Linked DNA regions of Sus scrofa: region 1 is linked to region 2. The links are chromatin contacts, called in public Hi-C maps. All regions are on one chromosome and are shown on one strand. Each heading gives the region's core, a stretch centred on a gene start, on an enhancer-like site or on the middle of the called end of the contact. The rest is flanking DNA. Distances are from core to core; before and after follow the strand shown. Region 1 overlaps TMEM117 (transmembrane protein 117). Region 2 has its middle 40 kb from the start of ADAMTS20.

Evidence for each region. A called contact is a pair of places that touch in the nucleus more often than the background predicts.
Region 1: a contact with region 2 is called in a Hi-C map of skeletal muscle, with 2.4 times the contacts expected there. The contact joins two enhancer-like sites. A contact is called at or near these places in 2 of 47 Hi-C or Micro-C datasets (embryonic fibroblasts and skeletal muscle).

What each region holds. Positions count from the first base shown.
Region 1 is chr5:74,950,457-74,953,570 of Sscrofa11.1, reverse strand. All of the region lies in intron 2 of TMEM117 (transmembrane protein 117), which reads right to left. Among named protein-coding and RNA genes, the nearest start is that of TMEM117, 35 kb to the right of the region's middle. Within about 2 kb of position 1,255, at least 9 of the 83 cell types and tissues checked have an H3K27ac peak or open chromatin away from gene starts, as enhancers often do. A contact at or near this core is called in skeletal muscle, where this site is marked.
Region 2 is chr5:74,711,299-74,714,141 of Sscrofa11.1, reverse strand. No RefSeq gene overlaps it. Among named protein-coding and RNA genes, the nearest start is that of ADAMTS20, 40 kb to the right of the region's middle. Within about 2 kb of position 1,306, at least 7 of the 83 cell types and tissues checked have an H3K27ac peak or open chromatin away from gene starts, as enhancers often do. A contact at or near this core is called in skeletal muscle, where this site is marked.

The DNA of each region.
Region 1 (3,114 bases), core at 6-2,505, 240 kb before region 2:
GTGAGGCCAGGAATCAAACGTGAATCCTCACGGACACTATGTCAGGTTCTTAACCTGCTGAGCTACAACAGGAACTCCCAAATCATGAGTTTTATCAGCTGCTAATCTTTACCATAGACATCAGTATGGCAAACAATCTCCAGAGTGAAAGGGACGAAGCCATGGAGACAGGATGAGCCCACCATGCAGATCATGAAAGGCACACTCTTCCACCAGACCCTCAGGCGGCAGGGTGGAAAGGGAGAGGGAGAGAAAAGCTGAAATAATGAGCTGTCTGCCTACCCAAAGGACTCAGTCAATCAAAACTGCTCCAACAAGCTATTTGAGTTTGAACAGACTAAACATTTAAACTGTTCACATTTTCCATGTGAATAAGTTTGCCAAATGAGACTAAAGGCAGAGTTTCCAGCCATGTGTGGACTGAGCCTGTGGACCTACATCATTCTAAAAAAGTAAGCAATACATAATGGGAAAGGGCAAAGAGTAAGACGTAAAGACAAGGCAAAATGGCCTCCGATTTTTTTTCCCTTGCTCATTGTTAGCCAAACCCAATAATGATCTGATAATTTGTCATTCTTCCTTTCAACGATAAATAAAGCAGCCCGACATGTTTTTGTTCCAGGCCCTGTCCTAAATTAGATTCTTTGAATTTTAAGCAGCCAGATGATCAATCCAGCCAAAGTCACAATCAGGGGAAAGAGCAAATAAAATAAAGAGCTTGAGAAATGAATTTATGAAAGAGATTCTATTAGCCATGATCCTGCATGACTTTCAGAATGGAAATGAGACACATATAAGCGGAACTGCTTGAGCTATTGAACCATTAAGCAGTAACATATCTCAAGAGCTTGAATGTGGATTTCCAGTTAAAACTCAGTTAAATCTGTTCTGGGGGTCCTGCCAAATCTCCTGTAAAACTTAGCTTAGGGTCAGCCCTCTCTGCTTATCCCCTTGCCTGACCAGACTCTGCATCTGTTTATGCACACCTCATGCACCACGCCACACAGACACACACCAAATACATACACACTTCCCCACTGTTTGTTTCAATTCCATTGTTGTGGGTTTTAGCAATTTTTGTTGTTGTTGTCTTTTTTTTTGTCTTTTTAGGGCTGTACCTTCAGCATGTGGAAGTTCCCAGGCTAGGAATTGAATCATTGAATCAGAACTGTAGCTGCTGGCTATGGCTACAGCCACAGCAACACAGGATCCAAGCTGCATCTGTGACCTATAACGCAGCTCATGGCAACACCAGATTCCTAACCTACTCAGTGAGGCCAGAGATCAAATTCAAGTCCTCATGGATACTAGCTGGGTTCCTTTCTGCTGAGTCACAAGGGGAACTCCAGTTTTAGCAAATCTTGATGATGCAAAAACTATTTGTATTTCGCTTTTTAAAAACATCATTTATAAAATACTTTGGGGCAGCCTGCATCTATTAAATGATTGAGGCTAACTTGTTTTTCACAGAGAAGAATTAATACAGTCAGTATTAACTGGTTCAGTTCCCTTGGGGATCTCCTATTACTTGAGAAGCAAGGAGAGAAAACTTATCAAATATCAAATGTTATTTACTAGCAAGAAAACATAGTTTCCACCTACATCTCCAGAGGGATCTTGGCCACCCTGGCTTCACTCCATCCCACAAGATCCAATTTGTTATCACCATTACCCTTCCAGAAATTAGAGGTTTGAGTGAGTATTTAGATGGCGACGAAGCCAATACATTAGATGGTAGCTCAAATTAACTCAAATTGATATGTGCAGCATATTATTTGTGTGCCAAGTACCAACAAAGGACTTAAACTGAAGAACAAGTCAAATTAAAAAGAACACTAAGAATGTAGTGATCAACCATCCTCTTTAGATTAAAAACAAAAAAAGAGAATAGAGATTGGGGAAAACAGACTAGATGAGGCCATCTTCCAGGATTTAATGCTGCTCGTAAGTCTTTTTGAGCTCTCGCCCTTGAAAAGAGGAGGCAAATTAAAGTTCCATAACACCTTCCTATTTATTGTTATGGCAAAGCAGAATGTTCTCATCTTCACCATTTTCACTCCCTCCTGCAAAGTTATGAAGTAAGAAAGTTTTTATTTACTAGTCCCAAGGAAAAAAATACCAACAATTACCAAAATGGGGAGAACTAGGACAGGAAAACAAGAATAAAATAAAGTATTGAAAAGAAGAAAGTCAAAATAGAAGATTAAAGAACAGTAAGTGAAGACACATATATAGATTTTTCAGTTCAGACTAAAGGCAAGAAATCTCAAAAATAATTATAACTCACCGGCTGTAATGATAAGTAAGTAAAAGATGTTTGGAAGAATAAAAAGAAATAATAGAGAAAATAAGCATATGTAGATAACTTTAAGAAAGAATAAAAAGAATGCAAGAAACAAAAATAAAATATCACAAATTCAAGTACTTATGTTGAAAAAAGGCAAGAAAACTCTCAGAATGAAACAGGAAATGACAACAAAAGGTAAGAAATAAAAGCTAACAAAAAAGATACAGTAAAAGTGGGTATAAAAACAGCAAACAAGAGGGACAAAAACCTTGAAAGATTTTTAAAAGCTTCAAAATGAAAGTGAGCAACATTTTTTTTTAATGCCACAAAATTAACAAAAATGTTTTCCTGCTTCAGTATAAGTCTCAGATTTTGGTTAATATCCATGACAAGCAAAAACAGTAGAAGATTAAATGTTTTTATTATATTCGATATAAAAATAACTGATAAATTAGAGCTTCATCAGAGCTGTGAACATCTGAACGTGTTGATTAAGCTTGATTCCTTTATATCATACTTCAAAGTTGACAGATTTCAGGTATATGTAAATATTAGTCATATACAAACAGGTTTTGATTAGTTTCTTTCTTTCTTTCTTTTTTTTTTTTTTGCTTTTTAGGGCCACACCCATGGCTTATGGAGATTGCCAGGCTAGGGGTCGAATTGGAGCTACAGCTGCCGGCCTACACCACAGCCACAGCAACACAGGATCCAAGCCATGTCTGCGACCTACACCACAGACGTGGCAACGCCAGATCCTTAACCCCCTGAGCAAGGCCAGGAATCAAGCCCACAACCTCATGGTTCCTAGTCGGATTCGTTTCTGC
Region 2 (2,843 bases), core at 57-2,556:
AGACTCAGCTGTTCTCGTCAGGGCTTTCATGCATTTAAGTAATAGGACATGCTTAGAGATGCTCTATTTCCTGCCCTACACTAGGAAAACCTGTGTTGAAACCCTACCCCCAGCACATTTGTTAAGTTTGAATTCCAGTTGGTGATCTCTTAGGCACTTGAAATTTTACCCCAAATTTTCTTGTCTTATCCAGTTGCTGATGGTCTCCAAACACAAAATCCTTAAGAAACCCTATAGCAGAATAATTTCCTCCTGATGCTGACTCTGGAGACATTTTCTCCATTATTTGTTGATTTTTAACTCCTCTGGGTGGCAGTGGAGAGGCTGAAGCTACTGGATTTGTCTCAAAACAGAAGAAGGTATTTGCGTACAGTTTTATGTTACGTAGCACATCAGACTGTTTGAATTCCAAAGTGTTGTTATAAGTTTTAGATAATACATCACTGAAATTTAGTCTTAGCGTACAACATTCCAGACCTCCACAAACATTCATGAGCTCCATTTTTTTTTCTGCTTATTAAACAGCAGTCTTCCTGGCACATACATAGTACTGTGCATCCTAGCCAAATAAACACTGTCAGATGAAATTAGTTAAATTTAATGCATATTTCATGCAAGGTTGCAAACACATTTAATACCCACCTTCTGTAAATAAGATTATTTGATGTTAGCATGTGAAAATTCCGGTCATCTTGAATTTTTGAGGCTCAATAATTCAGTTAAATGTAGATTTTTAAGGTATTGTCAATTTTGATTGCCATTAGATCTAGTGATATAATACACAGAGGCTCTTTTGCAGCTGTGGAAAGGATTACCAATAGTTTTGCCCTGCCAACAGTAACCACTCTGAAAGAGCGTGAAATATTGCAGTTCATTGCTCTGTGTGAACACAGTCATTATACTGAGCTGCCTTGTAAAGAACTGTGATCTTTGAACTTCGGGAGTTGCTTAGGCATTGCAGAAATGAAAGCTCAGTTAAGTGGGAAAGTCTTAAAATCAGCATTGCAAAATAATTTTCCTGAAATGATTACATTGATAGAAAAGAAGGGAGGAGGAACACCCTTCCCACTGAATTCTCATTCTTCTGAGACTCAAAGAATGAGATTATAAAATTAAATCTTAATTTCTCTAAACGGTAAGAATCTGGTTTGGAGTTGTAACAGAGCTCTCTCACTGGTATTTTTTATTTTTTTGCCTCTCCTCATTCATGAAGAAAGTATGAGAAAAAGCAAGTGATATGCTCAGTGCTTGTGGATTTGCTGCCAAACAGCTTCTGTGAAAGAACAGAGAATATTTTCCTCTCTTGTGAGTCCTAGGAGTTCATATCATCTTCCCTAAACACACCCTTTATGTTCTGTTCTGTCCCAAGCTCAGTGCTAAAAGTCAGCCTGTTTACCAGAGGAGGTTCTGATCTGCCAGTGGGAAAATACTGCCTAACTTAGAACACTCATAGACCACAAGCATGGCAGGAACTTGTCAATTAAGTTGATCTCAATTGTTCATTCTTTAAAAAGCTGTGTTTATTTGATCAAGAAGTTTGGAACTATTTCACCCTATTCTTCACTATACCCTGCTTCATATTCCTCATTTTTCTATTCATTCATTTTATTTAAACCTCCTGTTATTTTTTTTTCTTTAAAATTATTTTCATGATAAACTATGGAACAAAGGATGTCAGAGATGCAAGGAAATTTAAAGATAATCCAATCCAATATTTTCATTTCATAGTTAAAGAAATGAGTCTTCAAGACATGAAGGTACTTATTTAGTATTGCTGGATAGTGGCAGAACACAGGGCTAGTTCTCTGATTCCCCCAATATGTAGTTAATATTCCTTCTGTCATACTTTACCAGCTCTCAAGACACATATCTCTCCTTTCTTGGTAGTGGGGTGGTGGGTGTAATCTGAGCTAAGTTTTTGCATTGGCAGTCTTATGTGGTAGGATGGAAGGGCATCAGTAATTTTGCTTGAAGCAACATTTCTTTGCTTCTGGCCAGCATGCAGGGAATTTCCACCATTAGATCATCAAAAAAGAAGGTCTACTGTTACTTATGAATGGACATTGGATCCAACACAAAGATTTTTCCTGTCTAAAACTCTTACAATGATTTTGGCAAATGGATATTCTCTATTGATCCTTAACCTTTGACATTCATTAATCCCAAATCATCTCATCAGCTACAAGGAAAATTACAGTCACGCTGCCTCAGGACACTGGTCACCAATCCTAAAGAATGTGCAAGGGAATTTCTGATATTATACTTCCTAAATGTGTAGGTTGCACAACTGTTCTAAACAAAGAGTTACTGTATTAATGGTTTAGAAGTAATTGGAAGAAAGCAAAGAAGAAAGAAAAAGAAGAGGGGAGAAAAGATAAGAAGGATAAAAAGCTGATGGTAAAAAAGGAAGAGAGAGTGAGAAACCAAGACACTAGAGGTCTAAATGCCATTCATGTTACAGGATTGAGTTTTTCCTAAGCAATATGGAAAGATATGGCCATATTGGATATGGCCAAGATGACAAGTTACATGAGTAGATAGAGCTGTATAAGATTTGTCCAGAGCAGCTCAGAATTGAAACACATTTTCATTGGATTATTAAATGAGACTCTCTTAAGTCCATAAAGATAAAGGGATTGGAATAAGATTACTTTCTAAAATAATAACAACCATATATAGTGAATAGAGAACTCACGAGCTTTAATCACTACTAGAAGTTTCCCTTAGCTTGTCCATGAGTGTTTTCTGGTCATAAATGGGTTTAGGATTCCTCATTCCTCCACTGTTCTAGTGTAGGTGGAATGGAAGGCATAGGTTCCTTGTATTTATGTGTGTATAGCTAC